Regions from separate parts of the Oryctolagus cuniculus genome. Here region 2 is linked to region 1. Evidence: chromatin contacts called from public Hi-C data. All regions are on one chromosome and are shown on one strand. Each heading gives the region's core, a stretch centred on a gene start, on an enhancer-like site or on the middle of the called end of the contact. The rest is flanking DNA. Distances are from core to core; before and after follow the strand shown.

The links. Hi-C and Micro-C count contacts between places; a contact is called where the count stands out from the background.
Region 2: a Hi-C map of embryonic fibroblasts shows a contact between it and region 1, with 2.5 times the contacts expected there. The contact joins the enhancer-like site here to the promoter of RBPMS in region 1.

Annotation. Positions count from the first base shown.
Region 1 is chr2:80,425,901-80,430,858 of mOryCun1.1, forward strand. RBPMS (RNA binding protein, mRNA processing factor) reads left to right here and starts at 1,274. Exons shown (of 8, transcript XR_007918162.2): 1 at 1,274-1,621. It overlaps LOC138848503 (collagen alpha-2(I) chain-like), which reads right to left and starts at 1,159. Exons shown (of 2, transcript XM_070068518.1): 1 at 1-1,159. The coding sequence starts at 1,159. The coding sequence ends at 389.
Region 2 is chr2:80,508,070-80,513,397 of mOryCun1.1, forward strand. It overlaps RBPMS (RNA binding protein, mRNA processing factor), which reads left to right. Exons shown (of 8, transcript XR_007918162.2): 2 at 2,887-2,964; 3 at 5,328. Among named protein-coding and RNA genes, the nearest start is that of RBPMS, 84 kb to the left of the region's middle. Within about 2 kb of position 2,627, at least 2 of the 8 cell types and tissues checked have an H3K27ac peak or open chromatin away from gene starts, as enhancers often do.

The DNA of each region.
Region 1 (4,958 bases), core at 24-2,523:
TGCAGGAAGGAATTCCTGGGAGCGGGAGGCGGCGCTGAACGAACTAGTTGCGAGTTGTAAGGTTATACATTTGTAGCAGTCAAGTTTAGACGCATAACTGGACCCATAAGACAAAAGGCTCCAGGCCCAGAAGAAATGGAAATTTTCTTCATAATGATGTTAGCATCCATGTTGTAAGCCTACAGCGGGCAGGAGGGTGTGAGGCGTGCCCCCCACACTCCGGGGTAACTGCACCCATTTCACGGACGAGAAAATAAAGTAGGCAGTCCCCCAGAGGCGCGGCGGGAACACTAGGCGGGCGCCTCGCTTTGCCCGAATGCCTTGACCCTCCAGGGCTGCCTGCCAAGACTCGTTTAGAAAAGTGCCCACTGTGTGCCGGGGGGCTCATTTAAACAGCCGCGGGATTAGCCGGATAAACAGGGCTCGGTCTCCTTTGCCAGGAAGGCGCTCCCCAAAGAGAGGCCAGGTGAACAATCAACTCCAGAGCGGGCCGGCGGGGGGCTCGCGGGGGGCTCACGGGGGCCCGGCTGTCCCCGGCGTTCCTCCGTCCCGGGCCTCCAAGCCCTCGCCCCGAGGGCGCGACCCGCGTCTCAGCCCCTACCGGCGAGGAGCCCGGGGGCGCGCAGCTCCCTCGTGGAAAGCAGGCAAACAAAAGTGGCACATCCCAGCCCCCGGTCCGCGCACGGCCAGGGCCCGGCTCCCCGAAGCCCCCTCTCCGAGCCGGGGCGCGGGGGACGCCGCGTGCGCCCGGGGACCCGGCTCTCCAGCCTCCCTTGCTCAGCCCGCCCGGCCCTCGCTCTGCCGTCGAGCCGGGGCCGGGGTCGGCCGCTTCCGCTCCGCGCCGCCGCCCCTCCCCGGCGCGCGCCATCCGGCCCGGGCCGCGCCGACTCCGCGGCCCCTCCTCCCGCCGGGGGGCTTCGGCGGCCCCCGTCCCGTCCCTGCGGGCTGACGGCGGCAGCCCACGTCCAGGGAGGGCGGAGGGAGGCGGAGAGGGAGGGGAGAGCGGAGAGGGGAGGGAGGGAGGCGAGAGAAAGGAGCTGCAGCGGACTCGGACTTCCCAAAGCCGGCCAGGAGCGCGCAGCCAGCGGCTCTCCGCGTCCCAGCGTCCCAGCCGCGGCCGGCGCCTCCTCCTCCTCCTCCTCCTCTCCGGCCGCCCCATCCCTTCCTTCCAGCCTCGCTCTGCTCCGGCAGCGGCAGCCCCCAGCCCCAGCTCTCCGCGCTCACTCCTGGGACGCGCGCCCTCGCCCCATCCTCTCTTCCTCCCTCCCTCCCTTCCTTCCTTCCCTCGCGCCCGCCCTCCCGCCCCAGGTCTCCCTCCCGGTCGCGATTGTCTCCGCGCCCCGCTCGGCCGGCCCGCGCCCGCGCCCTGCCCGCACTTCCTCCCCGAGTCGCCCGCCGCCGTCGTCTGCGCGCCGCGGGAGCCCAGCCCGAGCCTTCGCAGCCCCGCGGCGCCCGCCCGAGGCAGCCCCGGCGCCCCGGGGAAGGCAGAAGCGGGCGAGCGCGCCCTCGCCCAGCCCCGCGCCCCAGCCCTGCCCGGCGACGAAGGACCGGGAAGATGAACAACGGCGGCAAAGCCGAGAAGGAGAACACCCCGAGCGAGGCCAACCTCCAGGAGGAAGAGGTAGCGGTGGCCCGGGCGGGCGGCGGGGCGCGTCCGGGGGCCGGCGCGCCGTGGCCCCGGCTGGGTGCGTCTCCAGGGCGCGGGTTCTGGGGGTGTCCGCGCACCCTGCGCTGCGTGACTTGCAGAACTTTGCGGAGACACCCTCCAAGTAGAATGCTCGGCTTTGTGTGCCCGGGATTTTAAAAGCGGAATCGAGAGCTGACTCCTGGGTGACCTCAGGTTACTGGGACCCGAGGGTCAGGGCTTCTCTGAGCGCCAGGGGCTGGAAGCCGGCGGGAGGGAGTGCGTGTGTCTGTGTGCGTGCGTGCGGGCGGCTTTGGGAAGGAGTTGGGGAGAAGCTCTGTTAGGGGCTGGCGCTGGCGCCGGTGTGAAAAGTTCTTGGCCAAGTCTCTCCGGAGCCGGGGCGTGTGTGGATTCATCGATAACTCGCCGCCCGCGAGGCGGGAACCCCCGAACCCCGGGCTGTGGTAGACTTCGGGGGCGGGGTGTGGATGTGGGGAGCAGAATGAGAGGGGCCGAAAGCGTCGCTCCCGGAATGCTGGCCAGGACGCTGCGGTAGGACTTTGATTTGGGTTGTGCGTCCGGGATCCTGGAGGGGAGACAGCTTGCAGTTGGGGGGCACTTGCCTTTGGCAAACGCGAAGCCGAGGAAGTGTGGGGAAGGGGTGTGCGGGACGCACGTTCCAGAACTCCGTAGTTAGGGGATGATTGTGGGGTTTCTCAAATGACTGTTCCCGCAGCCCCAGAAACAGTGCCTCCGCTCACTTGCTGAGTTCCCTCGAAGTTGGGGCTCTCAGCCTTCCGCCAAGAGCTCGCGCGCGTGTGTGCGGGAGCCAGAGAGCGTGCGGTGCGCGCGGGCGGCGAGGCGGTGCCGCAGCGCCGGGCCCGAGAGTTGGAAGTGGACCTCGTGCAGGAATCCCTCAGCCCTTTTAAGTCGTCCACGTGTAAAATTGGAGCTATTTAATTAAATAGGAGAGACAGGCGAAGACCATGCAAAACAATGCAAAAGGTAGCGCCGTGGAGCAGCGTTGTCACCTGGGTGAGTTAGTAAGCTGAGAATTGGCTCCTGGAGGAAATCGCCTGTTTTATGACAAAGCTTTATTTTGAAAAGCTGTTTGCCCCTTCTTGTTTGGTGCCTGCAAATGTAGGACTACTCGTGACAGTGCTTTTAAAAAGACACCAAGGCTGGAATTCCAAATTCCACTTTCTGGCTTCTCTACTGTTTAGTTTATTTTCCCTGTCCTTTAAAAACTGAAAAATGATGGCAAATTTGCATTTTCAGGAATTGGCATGTGCAGCTAATTCACTTAACCCGTCAAGAGAATCATTGCTTCAGAAACCTTTCTGTTCCACTTAGAGTGGCAATCTGGCCGCTCCTAAGTGTGAGAGTGTATCTTGTGAAACAATCTTTCTCTGTTAACCAGTTGAGGAAACTTGTAGTTAAGAGAAAGTTCATCAGACTGCAGATTTTTTTCTTTTTCTTTTGGTAGTAGCAAAATGGGCTCAGGTGTCTCGAAAACCATATCCAATTAACTTAAAATCGAATGGACGACAGAAGTCAGATTTTTCTCTTGACCCATGCCAGGTGAACTGCCGCCAGGATTTGCCTGGATGGGCTCGGTTATCGCGAGGTTGTGGGTCCCTGTGATCAGAGGCCATCCAAGTCGCAGGCATTGCTTCTAGTTTCCCCAGCAGCGTTCCTTTCCGGGTGGGAAAGGCGTGGGCTCCTCCAGGTGTAGGTCTTTTTAGCAAAACGCTTGTTACTTAAAAAATAAGACAGGAGGTAGGAAGGTTTCAGAACCCAGGTTGTATAAGAAGCGAGAGTATACACTGCGGATACACCCTGACCAGAGAGGGTTTATGGTTGACATTCTGGTTTTGAAACACTAACCTCCTCTCTCTTTCTCCCCCTCCCCTTTTTTTTCCTAACCCTGAAAGCCACAAGTTAAATAAATATGGCATTTGGTGGGTGCCATTCAGTGAGCTTAGCATTGCACAAAATCCCACTGCACTGGCCGCTTTGCCTGCCCACCCAGAGGAGCAGCGGTTTGTTTTCAGAAAGCTTTGGCAATGGGCCGCAGGAGACAGGGCATACACGTGTAACACGGACACGCACACACCAGGACAGGAGGGCTGTTTCTGGTGACTTGTGAACGGCAGTGGACAGTGAGTTCCAATCACCGTGAGAAAACGGTCGATGTTGTGGTTGTCAGGGTGCTTCGGCTGTTTGCCACCTTGTGCAGTCCAAGTTGTGTCATTTTCTATGGAAATGAGTTCCTTTTATCATCCAGTGTATTTTAACCCCGGTTAAGAGTTTCTGATGCCGACCCTGAAAAAGATGCCTAAATCCCCGTTTAGCTCCAGTTGGATAGAATGAGCAGTCCAGCATTTAGGAGAAATTTCTGCAGTTTTTGGTGGTGGGAGTTTTTGAGAACTTGAGCAGAATACACTTTGGATATCATGTAAAACTTTGAGGAAAAATAATCTTCAGTTCCGGCTAGCCGGCCATGTAAGAGCAAGCCAGGATACCTGGCCTTCCAACGTGTTACACATGTGTGTTCCTGTGCAGTTGTCCCTGTATGGAATCAGTCATCACAATCTAACCGGGACCTGGGATTTCAAAAGCTTATTTTTGTACATTTATTAGATCATTTCTCAAGTCATTTTGGAGTTTGTCTCTAATTCTACAGATTTTATTGGAATTGATAAATCTAGAAGTAACAGACTCATAATTGTTTGTCTTACCTAATCAGCTATCATTCACAAGTTATAATATGTTCAAGACCATCTTGTCCTAAGAAATAATTTGTCACTGACTTTTCAAAGTGGAAATATTCTTTTTTGGATATCAGATAAATATGTAGTTTTATTTTTACTTTTATCTGTCAGTGGGTACTTTTCCTGCTGATTGCAAATCATTTCTAAAAGGCATTGTGTTGAAGCACTGGTGTTAAATAAGTTTCCCTTAAATTGCTTAGACTAAACTGGTCCTTAAAGTAAAACTAAAAAAATTCAGCCCTGTTGGGATTATCGATTGAAAAGATGTTTGGCAGATTTTGGGAGAAATCACAGAAAGTCGCTTCTTCAGGGTAAACGCAAATCTTCACTCTGCATTCCTTTATGAAAGAAAGCACTGAGTACTTTGGCCAAAATACTGGAGTCATAAAATTGTTTCTTAGAGTGGCACAGAGAACGGGAGGTGCCAGGTTGAGGTGGCATCCTGCGGTCTTCGTGGCACGCTGGGATTAATCCCCATGATGAGGGCTTGGGAAGGTCCGGAATCCTTTTCTAGAATTTAACTGAGTTTGGAGTCTCTGTTACTCCCAGTCTCGCCTAAT
Region 2 (5,328 bases), core at 1,377-3,876, 84 kb after region 1:
CTCAGTCTGCTGTAACCAAGAGCTCTTGCACACCACCCCGAGTTTTCCTGTGAGCCCAGCCACCGCAGTGGAGGTTTCTTGTACACCCCAGGACCCGCTTTGTCTGTCTCTGTCATTACCCTCGTGGGAGAACAAAACCACAGATCGGGACTCCACACTCCCTTATATGTAGGATACTTTCTCAGTTACACACACACAACCTAAGAAAATACCCACCCAGAAAGGCAGTACGTTTAAGGTGAAGTTTTCCCACCTTGGTTCCTATCCGAGGTTGCTTGGTTCCTGCAGTGTCTGCGTTTTCTTTCTTGGGTCACCTCTGCTGTCTGCTAAATAAAGTCTTGAGCTTTTCTGTGACTTCTGCAGGGAGATGGGCCACGTGGACAGAGCAGGCCACCTGAAGTCAGGTGGGACGTGTCTCCTCCTCTGCTGGGGTTCTGAGATCTCCGACAAGCCCCCATGTTTTTGGGAAATAGACTTCCCTGTCCACTCAAGAAATGGGCCTGGACTTGCAAGATCAGGTTTCTGATGAGCAGGTACAACTGGAGCAATTTATATCCTAGCACATAGGCCCCCCCAGTTCCTCACTGTCTGAATACTATGGGGTGTGCAATCTTCCCAGACATCGCCGGAGTTACAAAGTTACCTTCCTCCTTCCTTCTCTTGTATTTTAATTTCCCCTTGTGAGCTGGCTACTCTGTAACATCCTGTTTCCCTAGTGAGTTTTGCTACATCTTCAAGTTAGCTGAGGGTGGTTTTCCATGCTGTGTTGAAAATGGACCACCAGATATTTTCTGACAGCAAGTGAATGGGTAAGCTTGTATATACACAGAGTATTACTCAGCAATAAAAAGAGATAGACTGTTGCTCTATTCAGTGACACTGAGGAAGGACTAAAGAGGCACGAGGAAGGTTTGGAGGTGATGACTTGATTGTGATCGGTTCCAGGGGTTATAAATGTGCCAAGACTTAAATTGCACGCATTTAAGATGTACACTTCATCGTCTATCAATTATACCTCAAGGCTATTTAAAATAGGAGGGTACCCCCCAAAATTCATGGAAAATGGAAATAAAGGATGTTTATTTTGATGCAACAAAAGGCTGAGCTTGGGGGAGGATGTTACGGAGCAGCATAGTGAGCCACTGCTTCGCGTGCCATGCTAGTGATGGTGGCCCAAGGGCTCGGACTCCCGCTGCTCCTCCAGGAGACCTGGGTGGAGTTCCAGCCTCCTGGCTTCTGCCTGGCCCAGTGTCGGCTGTTGGCGTGGTTTTGGAAGGAGAGTTCTCTGTGTCTGTCTCTCTCACTGTACCTTTCAAGTAGGTTAAAGTAAACAAACAGCTACATAAACGGACTATGGTAGAAATCAATACTCAGAGTAAGTCTAGTTTTAAAAGAAGATGGAATTCCATGCATGTGCTGGATTTTCAAAAAGTTCATGGAAAATGCATGTTATGAAATAACTGTGCATGAATTTCAAGTCCATTTAAAAATCCAATGGCCCTCCATGTGGAACGTGGACTTCTGAACTGGTAGGCCTAATGCCTGCCCCTGCACAAACATTTTGAGATACTTTCATGTAAATAAATAGTAAACCATTCAGAATTCCAGGGCTGTTGTTAATTAACACCTACATGCAAATGACATGGTGTTTGACCAGAGATTAATAAAAGGGCCTTGCTTGCTGATTTGTGCTTCTTTACAGTTAAAATCAATAGGAAATGTTGAGAATTTAAAAAAAAAAATTCTCCCTATTTCTCACTGAGGAAAAACTATATTTTTACATGGTTTATCATTGAGATGCCTTTTAAAAGAGTTAAGATGATTTCTAATGAGGAACTCAGCCTGAATTGAGAAAAAGAGGAATGGAGAACGCGGTGGTGTTAATTCAGTGGCTAATCCTTGCCCACGGAATCAACATCAGGTCCCTAGTTTTTGCCCTGTAAGCTTCTGGCTGGGCTTTGACTCACCTTGTGCGAAGAATGCACCGTGCTGTGCCTGCCTTCCTGCCTCTGTGCTTCTTCCCTACCCCACCTCATCACCTTTGTTCCCTGTCTGGGTAAAATGCTACTCAGCCTTTAAGTTCCCATGCAGATAGCAAGGTGTTTTCTCTGATTGTCTCGGCCAGAAGTGTGTCACCCGTATTCTGTAGCTGACTCAACACTAAGCACGTAGTCTGTGCCCTGTGCCTTGCACTGTATCAATTTACATGCATTTCTGGAGTGACTTTAGTCAGTGGCACCTAGCAAGCACCTTGTATGTAGTAATCGTATGTGTGTGTGTGTGTGTGTGTGTGTGTGTTGGTTGTGCCACAGAAGAGTGCAGTGGGAGTTATTTTTGTAAGTAGAAAGTTATAGCAAGTAGAATGTTACACATTTTGGCTGTTGCTTAGATATGTTTGACTTTACTTTCACTTTTGTTGGGATTGTGATTCATGCTCAATGAGGAAAGGAGTGATAAGGCAAACAGCAGAGAACAATTGTTCTGATTTTATTTTTGGATACATTACATTATGTGGCTGTATTGTCAGGGCAGCCGAGTGGGAAGACTCACTGTCCTCCTGACATTTTTTCCTAAGCTAATATTTAGATTATGTGGAACCTTCCCTCCCCCTAGGTTTCTAGAACTGGGCAGGGGCCGGGTCGGGGAGGGGAAATGAGTTTGTAAATTGCAGTCAGCCAGGCATAATTCTCTCCAAATAATCTACATAAAAATACTTGAGGATTAGCTCAGTGGCATCTTAACATGACAGTATTGCACGTGTCAAGGAAAGAGCATGACTTTGGCAGGAGTCAGAATATTGGGAGGGAACCGTTTTTAAGGTTGCGGGTGAAAGCCATCCCCTGAATTGCCCTTGGCCTTGCTCACTTGTTAAATTTATTTTTCCAGGTCCGAACCCTATTTGTCAGCGGTCTCCCTCTGGATATCAAACCTCGAGAACTCTATCTGCTTTTCAGACCGTTCAAGGTACCTTTGCTATGTTTAAACAACCGTCAAAGGAAGCAAAAAGACCAAGTGTTAATGCTTCGTTGAGGCTTTGCGGGGGAGGGAAATGGAATGTTGGAGGAAGCACTTTGCAGGATGATGTTTTTAGAAGGCTGGACATATGTAGTCCTCTGTACCCTGCGTTAACCTGACCACTGTTGTTGTTGTCAGGACAAGAGTGTCCTAAGTTTCAAAGTAAGATAAAATCTCAAAGAGGTTGAGAGGAATGTGTTCTACTGTCAGATAAAGTCTTCAATGCAGTTGGCTGTCCTTTTTGACTATGGAAATAAAATCACTGTAGAGATATTAGATGTTACTGGCGTTCAACCGTAACAAGAAATTGGGCAACAGTACAGCAGGGGAGAAGGAGAGAGGGCTTCCATAGGGAAACCTTGAGGCACAGGAGAAGGCTGGAACTGCTCGGGAAGTGGCCTAGGCAGCAGTCTCATGACCTGGGGACCTGTGTCGGGATCTCTGGGTTGCTCAGAGTGGGTATGTCAGCAGTGGTGCGTGACATCGGCCACCTTTATGAGTAGGTGCTGGGCAGCCTTGATTTCTGGCTTGTGAGCCATCTTGATTGAAGCAGGACCCCTGTGAGTGAGGCGGGATGGGTTCAGTCTCAGGAGACACTGGGATGGGACAGGTGCAGGTGCTTGCGTCGGAAAGGAGGCACATGTAGGACGTCTAACTTTCCAAGAAAGAGCTGCAGCTCTGTTCTCATGGCCGTCCCCTCAATGCAACGAAACTGGTGACCTCACAGCAGGAAGCAGAAGGAATAAACACGCAGAGGAAGTGGGAGAGGCAGAGTGTTGTGGAGAAAGTGCCAACTTTGAGAATTTACTGTCTCTTCTGCAGGGTTGCAGTGTTACAAAAGGGACAGCTTTCTGTGTAGGATGAGGACAGCTCATTGTAAAAATAATTGCTAATCTCAACTGACAAAATACTGTTACGCTGTTACGCAGAGAAAGGGTCAGAGATGGAGCTAACAAGCCCCTTACAGATTCTCTAATGTATCATCACAGTCCTTGGAAGTGCGTTAGCGCCCCTCCCTCCCTTTTTTTAAATAAGGAATTGAAAATTTGGAGCAGTTGAATAAATCACACTCATGTGTACACGCATCGTAAGTGATGGGGCTGGGATTCAAACTCAGGCAATCTGACTGCACCTCACAGTCTGAACTATGACGCCAGGCACTGCTAGGCTGTGTGTTCCTTGAGAAAGCCAGCCGGTATTTCACTGGAGTGTTTCACAGGACTGTTTGTCCTGTGCCTTTGAGGCCTTCGGGGATTTAGAACCTCAGGTCTTTGCAAGAGAGAGCACCTTGAGCAAAGGAAGAGGCAAGGCTGTGAATCACGCCTCTAGCCGGGACAGCTCAAGGCCTCTGAGGCAAAATGTTTATAGTAGCTAATTGGTGACATGGTTCTCTGCTCGGGAGATGTGAGGATGAATCAGTGCCAGCATCCTGCCCAGAAACCTCAGTGCTAAAGTCAGGACCCTGGTACATTCCTAGCAACCTTCTTTTAATTAAAGTCCCTGCGGCCTGACCCCAGCCTGCAAATCTCTCCCTGGGCTGATGCGAGCAGTGCTGTTTTCTCCTCCTGGGTCATCCATCAGTGCCAGCCAGCAGGCTTTGCTCAAGTTCCGAAAGAAACACACGTGTGTGTTACCCTTACCCTGAGGATCCAGTAGGGGTGAGGCGAGAAACAAGAGAATGAAGGGGCACTGAGTGTTCCCAGCTTCCTTGAGGAGGGGCTGGAGTTGAAAAACCCAACAGGGAAGTTTCCCAGGTCCCCATCAGAATGCCGCCGTGAAAGTTGGCGGCTTCAGTGTGTGCACAAAAGAACTCCACGCGGTGCTGTGATCACCGCCTGCTTAACCTTTGCTGGCGGCTGGAATGAAACGACTTGGTTTATGCCTGATGTTTCATTGTATAGCCCGAGTCAAGCATGCTCTGACCTTGCTATCTTATTAAATTTATCCTCTTCCCTCTCCCAGTTCTATGAGGTCCCCATTATTATCTAGACCAAGAAAAAACAAAGACCTACTGTAGACAAGCACACCCTTGTTCCTACCATTGCATAATTTCATGAAAGAATGCAAGGAAGAGAAACAGATACATTTCCGGGCTTGCTGTCTTCTAGGCCCTAGTGTGCAAACAGGGACGTGCATGTGCTGAGGGAGTGGGATTGCCTGCCTAGTTAACTTTGGAAGCCTGTGTGAGAATATTTTGGTAGTTTATAGTTATAAAGGTCTTATTTTTAGTTAAGCAAAGTAGTATTACAATTATTCTCCCCCTCGCCCCTGTACTCCTTTTTGGTCTAAACTTGGTTTTTCTTTCTTTTCAGG